Regions from separate parts of the Mus musculus genome. Here all the other regions are linked to region 3. The links are chromatin contacts, called in public HiChIP or PLAC-seq maps. All regions are on one chromosome and are shown on one strand. The core of a region is the stretch at or near the end of the contact, and the rest is flanking DNA. Distances in the headings are between cores, read along the strand shown.

Region 1 (4,731 bases), core at 77-2,576, 450 kb after region 3:
GAGAAGCAGAGGCAGGACAGGTAGGAGCAGGAGGAGGAGGAGGAGGATTTACAGCAAGGAGCCCACATGGAGACATTCAGCAATGAGCACAGGTGCCTTCTGAAATACTATGTGCGTTACCATTTTTTCTTCTTTAGTCATTTATTTATTTGTGTGTGCGCCTGTGTGTGTGAGTGCATGTGCTCATACCCAGGTCACGGCATGCATATGAAGGCCAGAAGATGAAGATGGCCTATGGGGGTCAATTCTCTCTTCCCACTGAGGGTCCCAGGGTTCAAACTCAAGTCATCTGACTGGGTTTACCCACTGAGCAAAGCCACCAGCTCCTTTTTCTTTCTTTTTTAAAGGATGAAAATAAAATTTTTCCAAAAAATTTTTTTAGACAAGAACCTGCCTACTAAAAATTGATGCCTAGGCTGGGAGGTGGTGGCGCATGCCTTTATCCCAGCACTTGGGTGGCAGAGGCAGGGAGATCTCTGAATTTGAGGCCTGCCTAGTCTAAAGAGTGAATTCCGGGACAGCTAGGGCTACACGGAGAAGCCCTGCCTCGAAAAAAAAAAACATAATTAATTAATTAATCAATTACTGCCTAGAGTCCGGTGTGGTGACACATATCTGTAATCCCAGCACTTGAGAAGTGGAGGCAAGAGGATTAGGAATCCAAAGCTAGACTTGTTAACAAAAAAAGAGTCTGAGGCTAGGTTGGAGCCAAATGGAACTCTATCTCAAAAAGAAAAGGAGAGAAGGGGGAGGGGGAAGGGGGATGGAGAGGGAGAGGGAGAAGGAGAGAGAGAGGTGCAGGCAAGAAAAGAAAGAAACCTGATGATTAGCTGGGTATGGTGGCACATACTTGAAATCTCAGCACATGGGTCCAGCTGAGGCAGGAAGATCCAGGGCATAAGGCCAGCCTGAGCTACACATCAAGACACGGAAGCTACTAGGGAAGGGTCAATTGCAGCTCAGTGGTAGAATGTGATCATGCATGCAACCTTGGGTTCAATCCCCAACAAATCAACTGTTAGAGCAAGCATGAGAGGAGACACAGAGTCAGAGTACCTTCTGCTCACACGACAAGCCCTGCTAGAGTAGCCAAGCCCCAGGAGCGCAGGACTCTGGAGGAGGCTGAAGCACTCACTGGCCCCTTATTCTCTCCTCATGGATCCCAAGACAGAGGAGCAGCAGTAGCCACACAGCATGTGGAAATCTGTTGCTTTGGGACCCAGACTTGTGAGTTTCCATTTCCCCCTCTTCTGAAGACAAGCTGAGTTCATCTCTATCAAAACTAACAGCTGGAGGGGAAAAAACACCCATCGCAAAGGTCACAGACATCTGCACAGATAGACTCCCTTCATAGGAACGAATTAGACCACAGAGGTGGACCAACCCTCAGCAGGTTCTTTATCAAGGACTTAGTCCTTTTGCAGCTGCTGTAGTAGAAAGCCACAAACTGAATGACTTATAAACAACACAAGTTCCTTAGCTTGTGGTTTGGGAAGCTGGGAAGTCCAAGACCGAGGGAGCTCATCTGGTAAGAGTCAATACCTCTGCTATATCATAACATGGCAGAATGACCAACAGGTGGTGGGGTACAGAGGGAACCTAACCTTCAATAACCCATACCCATAGATAGACTCTGTAGCCCAGGCTGGCCTTGAACTCACTGTTGTAACCTAGGCTGGCTTTGAGGAAGTTTGAACTTTCTCCATCTTGCCACCTCTGTCTTCCAAGTGCTGAATTTACAGACATGTTCCCCAACATCTGACTCTACCCCATTTCCATGTGTCTATTTATGTATATGAGTACACTGTAGCTGTCTTCAGACACACCAGAAGAAGGCATCAGATCCCATTACAGATGGTTGTGAGCCACCATGTGGTTGCTGGGAATTGAACTCAGGATCTCTGGAAGAGCAGTCAGTGCTCATAACATCTGAGCCATCTCTCCAGGCCCTACCCCACTTCTTAAAACCAATACAATGACAGTTTTCCTCCGAGGTTTGGCAGGAACAGGCAGGCAGGAGCTGAAACAATTAGCCATAGTAACCGATGAATCTGTGAGCAACTGTTGAGGCCACGCAGATCCATTTCATCTGACTCTGTGGTTGTAACATCCAAGTTCTCTTTTATACAGTATTCTAGGATAAAAATAAGGACATTGTAGACATGACCTTAGGGGACCCTGAAGAGTCAGCATCCAATTGCCTCTAACAGGGTTGGTAGACCTGATGGGACCGGCTTATGGAAATATTAATCTGCACTCTTGAACTTCGCCAGTGATACTTGCCAGTCCTCTCTCTAGCAGCCTAACCTCCTTGCTCTTCGCTTCTCCCCTTCCCTCCAACCAGGATGCTCAGAGAAAAGGGTTAACTGACCTCCCTGGGCCTGGTATCTCCTGTTGGCTCTTCCTCCACAGCCATCCTGGGGTAGTAGCCCTGGCTGGTTGGCTCCCTTCCTGCCTGTGGTTGTTCATGCTGACTCAGAGTGCCTGGGCACAGTCTGCAGTACTGATGGAGCGGGCTTCACGTTAGATCACATTTCCCACTGTCATTAAATATTCCTGGAAAACAGGATGTTCAACAGTGCAAACACAACCAAGGCCATCTGTGTGCTTGACGCTCAGCTTGAGCAAGCGAGACCTTGTCATCTGGTTCCTGGAGTAGAGAAAGTGCATCAGCACCGGGCTGGCACCTGGGCTACTCCCTGCTTCCCCAGCAAAGACATTGCTTTGACTGTCCATCTACACATTAGAACAGGGGAACTAGAGATCAATTATGCATTGATAAACCCTATAGCAAAAGTCCTGTCACTGCAGCTACCTGGCCAAAAGTAGAAAACATAAACCAGATACTAGACATGTAGTCCTAAAAAGATCACAATAAAGGACCTTTGATTATAGATATCTTTAAATATTTATGTCCATCACACACACAAAAAAAGACTTATTAATTTCATAATTTAAATCTACTGGACATCTAGTGGGCAGCAGTTAGGCAAACTGGTTAAAGTGACAAGAACTGATGAGGACAAAGTGCTTGACCCTCAGTGGGACAATGCATCACACTCCTCAAGGCTCAGGACTGAATAGGAGAGAAGACAGAAAGAAGATAAAAGCCAAAGGATTGGGAGATGTGACACCAGAAGACATCTCCAGGGCATGACCTAGTCATTACAGCCCAGAAATCTCTGTAGCTGTGGTTCTCTACCAGTCCTGACCAAGACTGGTCCTGCCAGCATTTCATCAGGGATAGGAGAAAGAGTGACCCATGAGGTTCCACCTCTCCTCGCCGGACTACTGGTAGATGACGAGAAGGGTTCCAGCTAGTCCGGCGAGGAGAGTGGGGAAGGGTTCTGTGAGGGGAATGGTAGTCAAAGCAGTTAAAATTCATTACACATGTATGTGGAACTGTCAAAGAATTTTTAAAAACCTACTAACCATGTAAAAGAGTTTAACGCAGGCAGTTTTCTCCTGTATGCTGTGACATTTAAAATAACTTCCCCTGAGTTGTGCACCTCCTAGGAATGTGAGCTGGTAAAGGTGAGAGACAGCTCTTGAACATTAAACAGTAAAATGCCCCTGTATCCCACGCTCAGCCGGGCAAGTCAGACCAGTACTAGCCTTGTTAGTAGAGCACAGATTCAATCCCAGGAACTTCACTAGGCAGCACTTTTCTAGAAAATGTTCTAGAAAATATTGGCACTGCGGATTAAATCCAGGACTCTCTGCCTGCTAAACTTACAGTCCGCCGCTGAGCAATCCCTTCAAGTCCCCAGGCCATGCTGTTGGCTTCAAACAGCGTGATGAAAGGTATCGCACAGGAAAATGCCAGAGCTTTGGTTGAAGTCCAGAGCAGCACATGTTCCAAACTGAGGGTCCCCGAGTCCCCTGCCTTCACAAGGGTGTTTCCTGGTCATCTATCTTAAGGCCCTCATGCCTCATTCAGTGCCAAGATTCGGTGTAGGCTACGTAATCTGGCCTTTGGCTACCACTGAAGTCCTAGCTGATAGCATCAACCTCCTCAAACACAAGTGAACCTTTGGAAGATTCTAGACCTCAGCATTCGCATCAAAACCACCTGAGGCCCTAGTCACTGTCAGTAGATAGTGTCCAAGGAAGCTAATGCCGCTTGTAACACGGCAGCCACTTCACACCAAAGGCATAAGCAACAAGCTCATTGGTGAGTGTTGTCGATTCTAAGACTACTTGTGATTGTCCAGTATTTCATGCAAGAAAACTTACATTCCCCTGAAAATGAAGATCTTGCACATGAAAGAAACTTGTTGAAAATATGGACTAAATGACCCAAAGCTTGAAGAGATCACAGCTACTTTAAAAGGTGGTGGTTCGTAGCTAGCATCACCCCCCATGTCGAGTGTTCCAAAGAAGAGAGCAGAGTCTTAAGTCCTGCTGTGAAAGCCAAGCCTGACCCACAGGTCACAGTAGGGACAAGCAGGAGCAAGCTGTCAGAGGAGGCTGATGGGAAGATAAACTAGGAGGGGGCAGAAAGGGTTGTTAGTGGTATGATGTTAGAAGTTTCTGCTGTCTTACAGCACTGTAGGGTGGCTATGACTGGCAACTGTACATCAAAGTACTAGTAGAGAGGACTCATGTCTTAACACAGAAAACATGGATAAATGTTTGGGCTGATGGACATGTATAATGGAACTTTCTCTATAACTTTAACTTTTTCAAAACCTATTTTTAATGGTGGTTCTTAAATGCTTTAACCTCCCT
Region 2 (5,022 bases), core at 933-3,432, 370 kb after region 3:
TCTAAAGTCTATGCTCTTAGGTGGTATCAGCAAAAGGTAGAAGAGGGGCGGCTGGGAAGACAGCTCAGTTAGTAAACTGACAGCTAAGGTAAGCACAAGGGCCTGATTTTGGATCCCTAGCACCTTTATAAAAAGGGTGGTGTGCTCCTGTAACCCCAGTCCTGGGAAATGAAGAAAGCATCTCTGTGGCTTGCTGGCGAGGTAGTTTTGCTGGCTTGTTCAAGCTCCATGTTCAGTGAGAGACTCTAGCTCTAATACAACACTGTGGAAAGCAATAGAAGAAGACACCCAACATTGACTCTTGGCCACTGATGCCATGCAATGACCCCCCACACACACACATGTACACACACACATCCACACACAGAAATATCTCTCTCTCTCTCTCTCTCTCTCTCTCTCACACACACACACACACACACACACACACACAGAGAGAGAGAGAGAGAGAGAGAGAGAGAGAGAGAGAGGATCACGCTGTGTCTCCTGCTGGATCACATATTCTGCAGGTGGAGGGAAGGTGTCTTTTGTCAAATCATGCTGCCCAACAGCGCTATACATACACTGTCACCATAGTAAATGTTAAAGAAAAAAATGTCAAAAGAAAAAAAATGTTGAAATGTGTCGATGGTGGAATTCATTTCAGAGCCTGTGGATGCATGAGCAGGGCTGGAAGTCTCTAACCCGTCATCTAGTTGGCCTCCAAAGGCCTTCTGGACTTTAGGTGACTCCAGACAGTCCTCCTAGAGTGGGGTTTGTCCTGCTGTAATACTGGTGAAGGGTGTGGCCTCATGTTGGTGCTTACTAAAGCATCCAAGCTTGATTGAAGAGTACTAAGAAGGGCCAAAGAAATTCTAGGTCCTTCTCTTGAAGATATGAGTGTGAGTGGCAGGGAGCCATGCTAACAGAGGTGTTGTTCCACAGGTGAGAGGCCCGTGGCTGCAATTGCTTCAAGGAGAGTAGAGGGGCTAGCGTCTGCCTCTTGAGGTGAGGTTTTCTGGAGCCCTGTGTGTTCTCTAATGCAGTGCCTGATTTCTAGATCATTCTTTGTTCCGCAGAATGACAACAAGAAGTTTATTATTGCTGGGCTCCTCTAACCTCAGTGTCTCCTCTGAACCCCGCAGAGTGTGTGGTGATATAAGGTTAGGAGGGCCAACCTAGGACACTTCTAATCAGTCACATCTACAGGTTGACTAAAGAGAATGAGAGGTGATCATGAAAACCATCCTTTAGGTCCTGCCTCTGATTGTTACCTAGGAAAGCTGGCCCGCCCATCAGTGGAAGAGCCAAGCAAAGCAACTCCTTTTCACTCCACTCTGCTGAGCTCTGGGAACCAGAGGATTCTAGAAGCTCTTACAGACCTTTTGTGAATATGAAGTCTGCTGAGTTTGTTAAAGCCCTACCTGAAATGGTGGACAAAAGCCTCTGACTCAAAGGCACATGCTCTGCAGAGCAGATGGACATTCCTCACTGGGAATGAAGACTGACCTTCACAAGAGCTGTGGATGGGGCTGGTGGGTATAGCAGACAATATCAGTGGTCCTCCATTATGGTTGACCTCCAGGTGGGAAGCAAAACCTAGACAGAGAGACATGGATGCCCATGGCTGACGAAGACACATTAATATCTAGGACAATGGGAAACAGTGTATGTGGTTCCTAGAGGAAGTGTCCCCAAGGGACAGGGGACAGGCTGGGCCACAGCCTCTCTGAGCTGAATATAACTGATGTTTGACTGCAGTGAGCCAGAACTAACCAGCTCCTTAGACATTCATTCCAGTTTCTCCCTCCTGTTCACTGGTGTCCTCTTAACCTTGATAAGGCTTAAAATCTGAGAAAGCAACCATGTCCAATGTCACTATTATGAAACTCTACCCCCATGAGTCACACCCAATCTTAGCTCCATCATCTGGCACCCATGGCCTTAATCTGAAGGCCAGAGAAGGAATCGCTTCATAGTCACAGCCTATAGGTGTTCTCTCTGTCTGTCTGTCTCTCTGCCTCTCTCTGTCTCTCTCTCTCTCTCTCAGTATACCCATTTTAGGTTGTGTTGTGTGGTATTAAACTTTTCTGCCGGTAAGTAGAAAAGACCTTTTTTGTAAAAACTGAGAAACAGCTCTCAGGCGAGAACAGATATTTCAGAAATGACTCAGAGTCGTGTTTTGCTAGAAGAATGCTAATGAAATGCAGAGCGTGTAGTCATGAAACTGATAGCACTCCCTCAGAAAGAAAATGACTTCTCTAAGATGCCGGGCACTTGAGCAAAACACTCACTGATTGTAATGCAACCTATGGGATTAGGCTGCCAGAACACCTCCTTCCTGTAAGGGTGTCTTCCAGTCTCATGAAAAGGCTCACCTCACTTGACCTTAACCCTCAAGGAAAAAGAGTCTTAAAAACACCAGATCCAGTAAGCTAGAAGCCAGCCAGATGTCCAGGATATTACTTCCACACCTCCCAAAACCCTATCAGGACTCACATGAAGACAGCTTACATACACCACATTCTCCATGACTCTTGGAGAATAGGGTAGCAGCACCCTGCATCCAATTCCCCATGTTGAAACAAAACAAAAACAAAACCAAGCACAAGCTAGCCCCTAAGCTTGCTCACAGCTAGCAGGGATTTAGCCAATTTACAACTTAGAAACTGCTTTATTTATAAACTACTTGAGCTTCCTATCAATGGCCTCCAGCCATTGCTACAGACAGCTGAGTGCTGTCTGGGAAGCCACGGCTGTCCTCTCTGGATGTCAGACCTGGCTCATGGACCCATGGCCCTTCTTTTTTCTCTTCCAGATAGATCTTGTTGACAGATGCCTTGTCCCTCTGCTTGCTGCTGTGTTTCCAGTCCTGTCAACCTTGTTGTTGTTCACATCTACAGCTATGAATAAAGACAACTCACATGTAAGCCACAAGGATGGAAACCTAGAAAGAGTGCTGGTGCCTTTACAGCATCATGGTCAGTTGTTGCAGATCTGGGGACTCAGCTCCTTCCAGACTGCAGGTCTAGGTGGCTCAATCTCAGGTCATACCTCTAACTTCCTTTTATTTAATTATTCATTGTTTTAGATGAGCCCTGACTCTTTGGTGCATGGTCTTGAACTCAGCATTCTTCTGCCTTAGGCCCCACAGCACTGGTATTATAGGAGTGGGCTTCTGGACGTGGGATCTAGCACCCATAACTGTTCTCAGAGAGGCTTCTGGAAGGACCACGGTAGGACTAAAAGTCAGGCTTTAAGCAACATTGAGTAATTTAAGGCCTAAAGTAACAAGAAGGTTATGGATAAAGGAAAAGCTTAGACCTCATTAACTGAATTTAATTTTCCATGAACTAAGATCTCTAGCACTCCAGAGGCAGAGGCAAGAAGATCATAAGGTCAGGGCTAGCCTAGGGTACACAGAAAAACTATGCCTCAAGGGGGGTGCACAGATGGAGAGAGATAGAGACAGAGAGACACAGAGAGACAGACAGAGACAGAGAGACAGAGAGAGACAGAGAGAAAGACAGAGAGAGAGAGAGAGAGAGAGAGAGAGAGAGAGAGAGAGAGAACTGTAGTTAAATAAGAGTTCTTATATTTTAGAGGCGTACACTAAATTTTTACAGACAAAGTCATGCAGCACGTAGGACTTGCTTTTTAAGCTCATCCACAGAGCAGCAAGGGGAGGGTTACAGATGAGACACAGTTACCGTAAGTGGATCTCATGACCCAGGGATTATAATATTCTATCTGATTATGTTTTGAGATGGTCTTTGATAAAAAGTTAAAATTAAATATTACAAGACAAGAATGTCTTTCCTGGGAACCATGACCTAATTTGAAACTTTTTTTTAAACGCTTAAGATTTGTTTGCATATATCTAAATTATGTGAGTTTTGTCTTGTAAAAAAGAAACCGCAGCATTAAACATTCGCTTTCTCTCTTCTCTTCCCTCCCCTCCCCTCCCCTCCTCTTTTGCTTTCTATCCTCTTTTTTTTTCTGTCATTCTACTCAAGGGTTCTGAGTGAGGACCACACAGTCAAGTCCTGGCACTCGACAGTTGCACCCCAGAGACACTACAATGTCATCTCCACCCAGACAGCTCTTCCCTGTGTACTGGCTGAGGAGGCTTCAGTGGATCTAGAGTCACATTACCATATAGGACAGCCAGTTTGTGGCTTTTGTCAATACCACCTAGAAGTACAATTACAAAACTTGACTACTGACCAATCTATAAAATACTTTCATACTCTTCAATGAGAAAAAAACAAATTCCATGATACTTCTGGGGGACACAGAAGTCCCAGGTGCACCTGCATCCTCTTGCCGCTTGCCCCAGCCCTCCATCTTCAGGGTTAGATCGAATGGACCTGAACCTAGTAGTAGATGCTCTGAATGGGGGCAGAAGCCAACCAAGAGAGCCACAGCAGTGACACTGCTGATTCCTTGTAGAACTTCCCCACCTCCCTGAATCCTCCCAGAGGCCACAGGCCCTCCCTGTCTCAAGCAGGCACAGTGAAGAAGCATCCAATTAACTGACTTAATAACCCCCCAAACCAAAACATCCTTGAAAATTCAAACTCTTCAGGAAAAAACAAAACAACTGGTGCCATTTTCTAGGACAAGGATAGATACCACTTGGCAACGCTAGCCCTGGGTACACAATCTCAAAGGAAGGCAGGCAGGACAGGAAAAATCTCAGCTAAACCCACGTGATGGGAGAGGACAGCTAGATGTACAATGAGGGCAAAGATTTATAACCCTGGATATGGACACAAAGCGAGCCAGAGGGTACAATGAGTTTTTGGTAGAATGGCCTCTTGGCTGGACCCTTGAAACCCACATCACGGAGACCCCTATTCTGAATGCCTGGAGCAAATATGATTAAAACCCAGTCTATTGTAAATTGTGGGTCACCCTCAAGACCTCAGAAAACTATCTAACTGCTCGATGCCTCAGTTTCCCCATGTGTAAAACAAGAAGAGGTTCACAGAATCTACTTATGGGACTGCTGTAGAGCTTTAATGATTGGCAGTCGAGCCC
Region 3 (4,609 bases), core at 1,178-3,677:
CTAGGCCACAGTTGAGGGGTTTTTTCTGATAACTGCCACAAAGTGCTGTTTTAAGGAGATAGCTTCTGTCCTAGGTCTCAGAGGTTACTAAAGTTCCCATAGCACATGGCCAGTGGCAGCTGTGAGCAGGTGACCTCAGTTTTCCCTTCTCTCTCTTCTTGTAAGAAGCACGCGAGTCATGATAAGGAGCAAAACCAAGGGCATTGCCTCCTGCCACGGGACTAAGATAGCCAGATGTTCTGGAGTTTCAAGTCTCCCACCATTTTCTCAGACCAACAGCTATACAGTGGGCTAGTCTTTACAGCAAAAAGCTATTCCACCTGAATTACTGTATCAAAGGGTTGCAGTCCATTATGGTAGGACAGAAATGGCAGGCCAGCTCTGTCCATGGGGGCAAGAATGTGTGGCAGAAGATGTTCTCACCACAACAGACCAGGAATCACAGAGTAGGGGGTTCGGGGAGGCAGGACCAGGAATTACCTTCAAAACCACCCCTAATGGTCTGTCTCCACTAGCTAAACACAAATCCAAACATTTCTAGAATCTTCCAAAATAGCACCTGGGGACAAAGCATCCAAACAGAGGTCTCCAGGAAATCTTTCAGATTTAAATCTCTCCACTCATGCAGGCTTTGTTCAGGTTGGGATGGAGCCTAGGGTAGTGCATCGCTGTGCCCGGTTGGTTGAGGCAGCCTGCAGTGTTTGTATGCAAGGCTCCGCTGTGGTAACTGTCAGCAGAGCAGTGGTGAAGGACAGGTGTATGAACCCAGCACTGAGTCCAGCAGCAAGAGGGCAATCCAGAGAGATTAGACAGTAAAGGGTCCATCTATCCCTGTCAAAGGAAGAGGACTGAAGTTCAGGGATGGCAGGGAATTATCTTACGCAAACACCTTCAAAAGTGAAATAACACAGTCAAAACCACAAGTAGGGGAAAAAGAAAAGTCTATGTGCTTACTTAGATAAAAACCAGTGCTCACATAGCAGGCCTTTGATGAGAGACTGGCCTTAGATACAGAAAAGAGGAAGGTACTTTATAGAAACTGTAGCATGCCCAGAACCAGTAAGGCTAATTTAAATATCCATTAAAATCTGTTCTATGAGCCATCTTGTGTTTTCCTTAGCCATTCTGTTGGAGAAAGTTGAGGAAAAATGACTAACTACATCTGGGGAAGTCTGGGGCTTGCTTGGGTCAACATCTGGGGACATATTATGCTTCAACCACATAGTGAATTAATGCAGTGGAAATCACTGTGGAAGAGGGTAGTTAAAGGTAGATACCAAAGGTACCAAGGCTGTTGGGATTCTCTTTACGGAGTCACTGGAATGGAGATTGAGTGTTTTCTCAGGATGGCTCATGCAGTGGCTGAACCTAGGACTTTCTGGTGGTTCCCACGGATGCGGGCTGGCCTTGTGATCTGCCTAGCCCACTGTGGGGAAGTCACTGACACGGATTTCAGCCCATGTAGTGAGCAGGCAAGGAACTCTACATGCCCCCAAGCAGCCACACCCAGCATGCCATGTGTTTTTGCCATAACCATGAGGTTGTCCCCCACATGGCAGTGCTGGCAGTCCCCAGGGAGGCCACTCACCTTTCTGTCTCTTCCCTTCCAGTTGCACTAGAGCAGTTCACGACGGCAGTGAGGCAATGTCCCAACAGGGAGGACCAGGCTTTGCTAATGAAGGTAGGTTATCAGCTAAATTCTTATTTCCTTAAAGCCTCCTAGCGTTTTTTGATTGCCCGGAGGAGAGCACCGGTTTTTGTTTTTTTTTTTTTTTTTTACAAGCGGGAGTAAATTTATCATCTCTGAATTTTGTGCTCCACGGGGATACACTTGTCAGTGGCTGGCGGGAGGGTGGCTGGTTAATGAGCACAACCACAGTCTGTGGAACACAGAAGTGACAGGGAAGTGGGTGTCGACAACTAGCAGGGAGCCTACGTGATTCTCAGTGGACCTGGTTGGTTTTATTTAAACTTCTCTGACAGTCTCGATTCTTTCAGCAGATTTATGAGACTTGGCCAAATTCCATGTCTCCGATTTATACTTTTTAATTAAGACAAAGAATCCCACACCTTCCTGGTTGGCCCCATCCTCCCTATCGTCACCAGCGGGAATGCCATACAAATCAGACCACTTGTGTCAACTGTCGAGACAGTCAACTCATGTCTTAGGTTCTTTGTCCTTGAATCGAAAACAAACTCCTTTTCTTCTCAGGAATAACCATTTTATCTCTTCCCTGATGGCATGGACAGAAGTGCGGTATAACCTATATTTAGGGTGTGCATTTAGGAGAGCCGATAAAGGTCAGGCAAACAGCCTGTGCAATCTTAATAAAAACTGTGTCTGAAGGCAAGAAAGCGGCTCGCAAGTGTAGAGACACACGCACGTTTCCACTGATGACTAAGCCTCCTGTTTTCACCTAGAAATGTACATACTGACCTTGAACACCAGTGTTTCCATGATGTCATTTCCATCCTGTGCCTTCAGGAAACCGTGTATACCAGGAGTTGCATTTCTTTACCTAAATACAGTTTCTTTACCAGGTGTCTTCTGACTTGAGAAATGGGTGGGAAAAAAATAGGATGTTACTCTTAAGGGATTTTTCAACTCATTTGCCTAAGGGGTGATATTTTTGGTCTGTCTATTTTTTTTGTTTGTTTGTGTTATTTTTTTAACTTTCAATGATGCTTATTTTATAATAAGGAAGGTCTGCTGATTCCAAGTGTTGAGTTTATCTGGGAAGCCCAGTTCATCTGAGTCCAGGCTGTGTGAGGCCCTGACTTGGCCTGACAGATTTAAGCACATGAGATGTTTTGGTAGTCTGAGGTCTCCCACACTGATGTTCATTCCCTGCTATGAGCTCCATGCCTCAGCCTGTCCTTCCAAGGACTGGTTGGTTTCCTGTGACCTTGAAGCAGCCTTGGTCACAGACACTCACCTTTTATCCATTATCCATTCATGGGTCAAGACACAGAACCTTCGTCCTCTTCCTTTGCATTCTGTCCGGCATCTTCTCTCTCTCCTCTCCTGATCACCTGGACCCCTGTTCAGGGGGAGAGACTACTGGGTTCCATTCCGTCCTGTAAGTGAGCCTCACTGAAACTTATGTGGGCATCTCAGAGGTGTTTTCAGAGAACAGAACCACTAAGCTCAGGAGGCCACACCATCCGGCTACTTCTAGTTGCCCTTGTGGTCATGTGTCTGAGTCCCTCTCTCGATTTCTTCTGAGCTAAGACAAGTGAGTAAAAACAGAAGCTACCTGAAGGCCACCCCTCCTCCCAAGCTGCCTCCTGTTGCCTCTCACGGCTGCACCAGGAGAGACGGCTCCTTTAGTCCACTTGGTTAGACATAAACACTTGGACTTGGGAGAAGGTCAAGCTTTCCCAAGATGTTTTGGAATGTGTGCACCTCTCAGGATTTTGTGTTTTCCTTCATGTTTCTTCAGACTGTATGACCACACTAACTGAGAGAGCTGTCTGTGGGTGTTTTTTACAGTATCTTCGAGATATTTGAGCAGGCCTCATCAAAGAAGTTTCACTGAACAAAAATGTGTGCTTTGCTCATATCTACGAAGACTACTTTGTAATTTTTTTTTCAAGAGATTGAGGTTTCTTTCATGTCACTTAGGAGAGGCCACCATGTGGGTGTGACAGGAATGTGTAGGATTTTTTTGTGGATATGTATAAAAGGATGTAAGAGAACAATAGATCATTTTGAACACTCAATCAGCTGACCCTTGATGTTCACTTTGGTGTACTTGGAGTTTATATGTAGTAAAATTCTTTTGTGTGTACGTGCATGCATGCATGCATGTGTGTGTGTGTAGTTGAGTATTTTGATCGTATTTGTCTCCCTCCCCCAACTCCTCCAAGATCCATCCCCCTTCCCAGCAGCTGTCAATTGCCAATAGCTCCTTCCCTAGGGGTGGGAGCCCAACTGTGTGCCCAACTCCCCTTAACTCCCCTCTCCACACTGGGATTTGGTCTGTATTTGCACAAGTCTTTTGCATGCTGTCACAAAACTGTAGTTCATATGTGCAGCTATCCTGCTGTGCTCAGAAAACACTGTTTGGGTTATCCACTTTCTGGCCCTTACCATCTTCATATAACCTCTGCTACAATGATCTCTGAGCCTTGAAAGGAGCAAGTGTATTATAAATATTCCATTCAGAGCTGAGCATTCCTAAGTCTCTAATTCTCTGCACTTTGGACAATTGTGGGTCTCTATGTTAATCACCATCTGTTGTGAAATAGAAGCTTCTCAAGGCCTTCACCTTCCAGGCTTCCATTCCTCCCTTGGATTATAGAAGGTTGAGAATTCATTGACCTGTATGTTTAATGATAAGTCATTAGGAGTCAATTTAATACTGTGTCCACTTAGAAAATAAATAATAGCAGATTTTCTCACCTAGTACCTGTGACCTGTGTGGCCATAGGCTCTTGGCCCATTATCAGATCTAGTATGAGTTTCAATATATGGAGCAGAGCTTAAATCCAATGAGAAAGTTGTTGGTTACTTACATGATGTTCCTGCCACTATTGCATGCCTTGGCAAGCTAATCATTGCTGTAGCTCACAAAAGTCACAGCTATATAACATTGATGACTACTTT

What was found. HiChIP or PLAC-seq counts read pairs in DNA pulled down with a chosen protein or histone mark.
Region 1: a contact with region 3 is called in an H3K27ac HiChIP or PLAC-seq map of regulatory T cells, with 6 times the contacts expected there. The contact joins two enhancer-like sites. A contact is called at or near these places in 7 of 39 promoter capture datasets (the HPC-7 cell line, cranial neural crest, liver and 4 more), 2 of 484 Hi-C or Micro-C datasets (bone marrow-derived macrophages and nephron progenitors) and 6 of 115 datasets of contacts at active chromatin or transcription factors (T-cell acute lymphoblastic leukemia, Th17 cells, regulatory T cells and 3 more).
Region 2: a BATF HiChIP or PLAC-seq map of CD8 T cells shows a contact between it and region 3, with 6 read pairs. The contact joins two enhancer-like sites. A contact is called at or near these places in 4 of 39 promoter capture datasets (cranial neural crest, liver, maxillary cranial neural crest and 1 more), 2 of 484 Hi-C or Micro-C datasets (Sertoli cells and bone marrow-derived macrophages) and 3 of 115 datasets of contacts at active chromatin or transcription factors (CD8 T cells, microglia and regulatory T cells).

The regions. Positions count from the first base shown.
Region 1 is chr2:128,535,110-128,539,840 of GRCm38.p6, forward strand. The region is part of intron 1 of Gm39928 (a long non-coding RNA gene); the gene reads right to left. Among named protein-coding and RNA genes, the nearest start is that of Gm39928, 12 kb to the right of the region's middle. Within about 2 kb of position 1,327, at least 24 of the 459 cell types and tissues checked have an H3K27ac peak or open chromatin away from gene starts, as enhancers often do. A contact at or near this core is called in regulatory T cells, where this site is marked.
Region 2 is chr2:128,455,834-128,460,855 of GRCm38.p6, forward strand. All of the region lies in intron 1 of Gm36154 (a long non-coding RNA gene), which reads right to left. It overlaps Gm29010 (a long non-coding RNA gene), which reads left to right. Exons shown (of 6, transcript XR_374966.3): 4 at 2,798-2,905. Among named protein-coding and RNA genes, the nearest start is that of Gm36154, 8.2 kb to the right of the region's middle. Within about 2 kb of position 2,183, at least 56 of the 459 cell types and tissues checked have an H3K27ac peak or open chromatin away from gene starts, as enhancers often do. A contact at or near this core is called in CD8 T cells and regulatory T cells, where this site is marked.
Region 3 is chr2:128,084,749-128,089,357 of GRCm38.p6, forward strand. It overlaps Acoxl (acyl-Coenzyme A oxidase-like), which reads left to right. Exons shown (of 18, transcript NM_028765.3): 16 at 1,611-1,681. Among named protein-coding and RNA genes, the nearest start is that of Bcl2l11, 39 kb to the right of the region's middle. Within about 2 kb of position 2,428, at least 26 of the 459 cell types and tissues checked have an H3K27ac peak or open chromatin away from gene starts, as enhancers often do. A contact at or near this core is called in CD8 T cells and regulatory T cells, where this site is marked.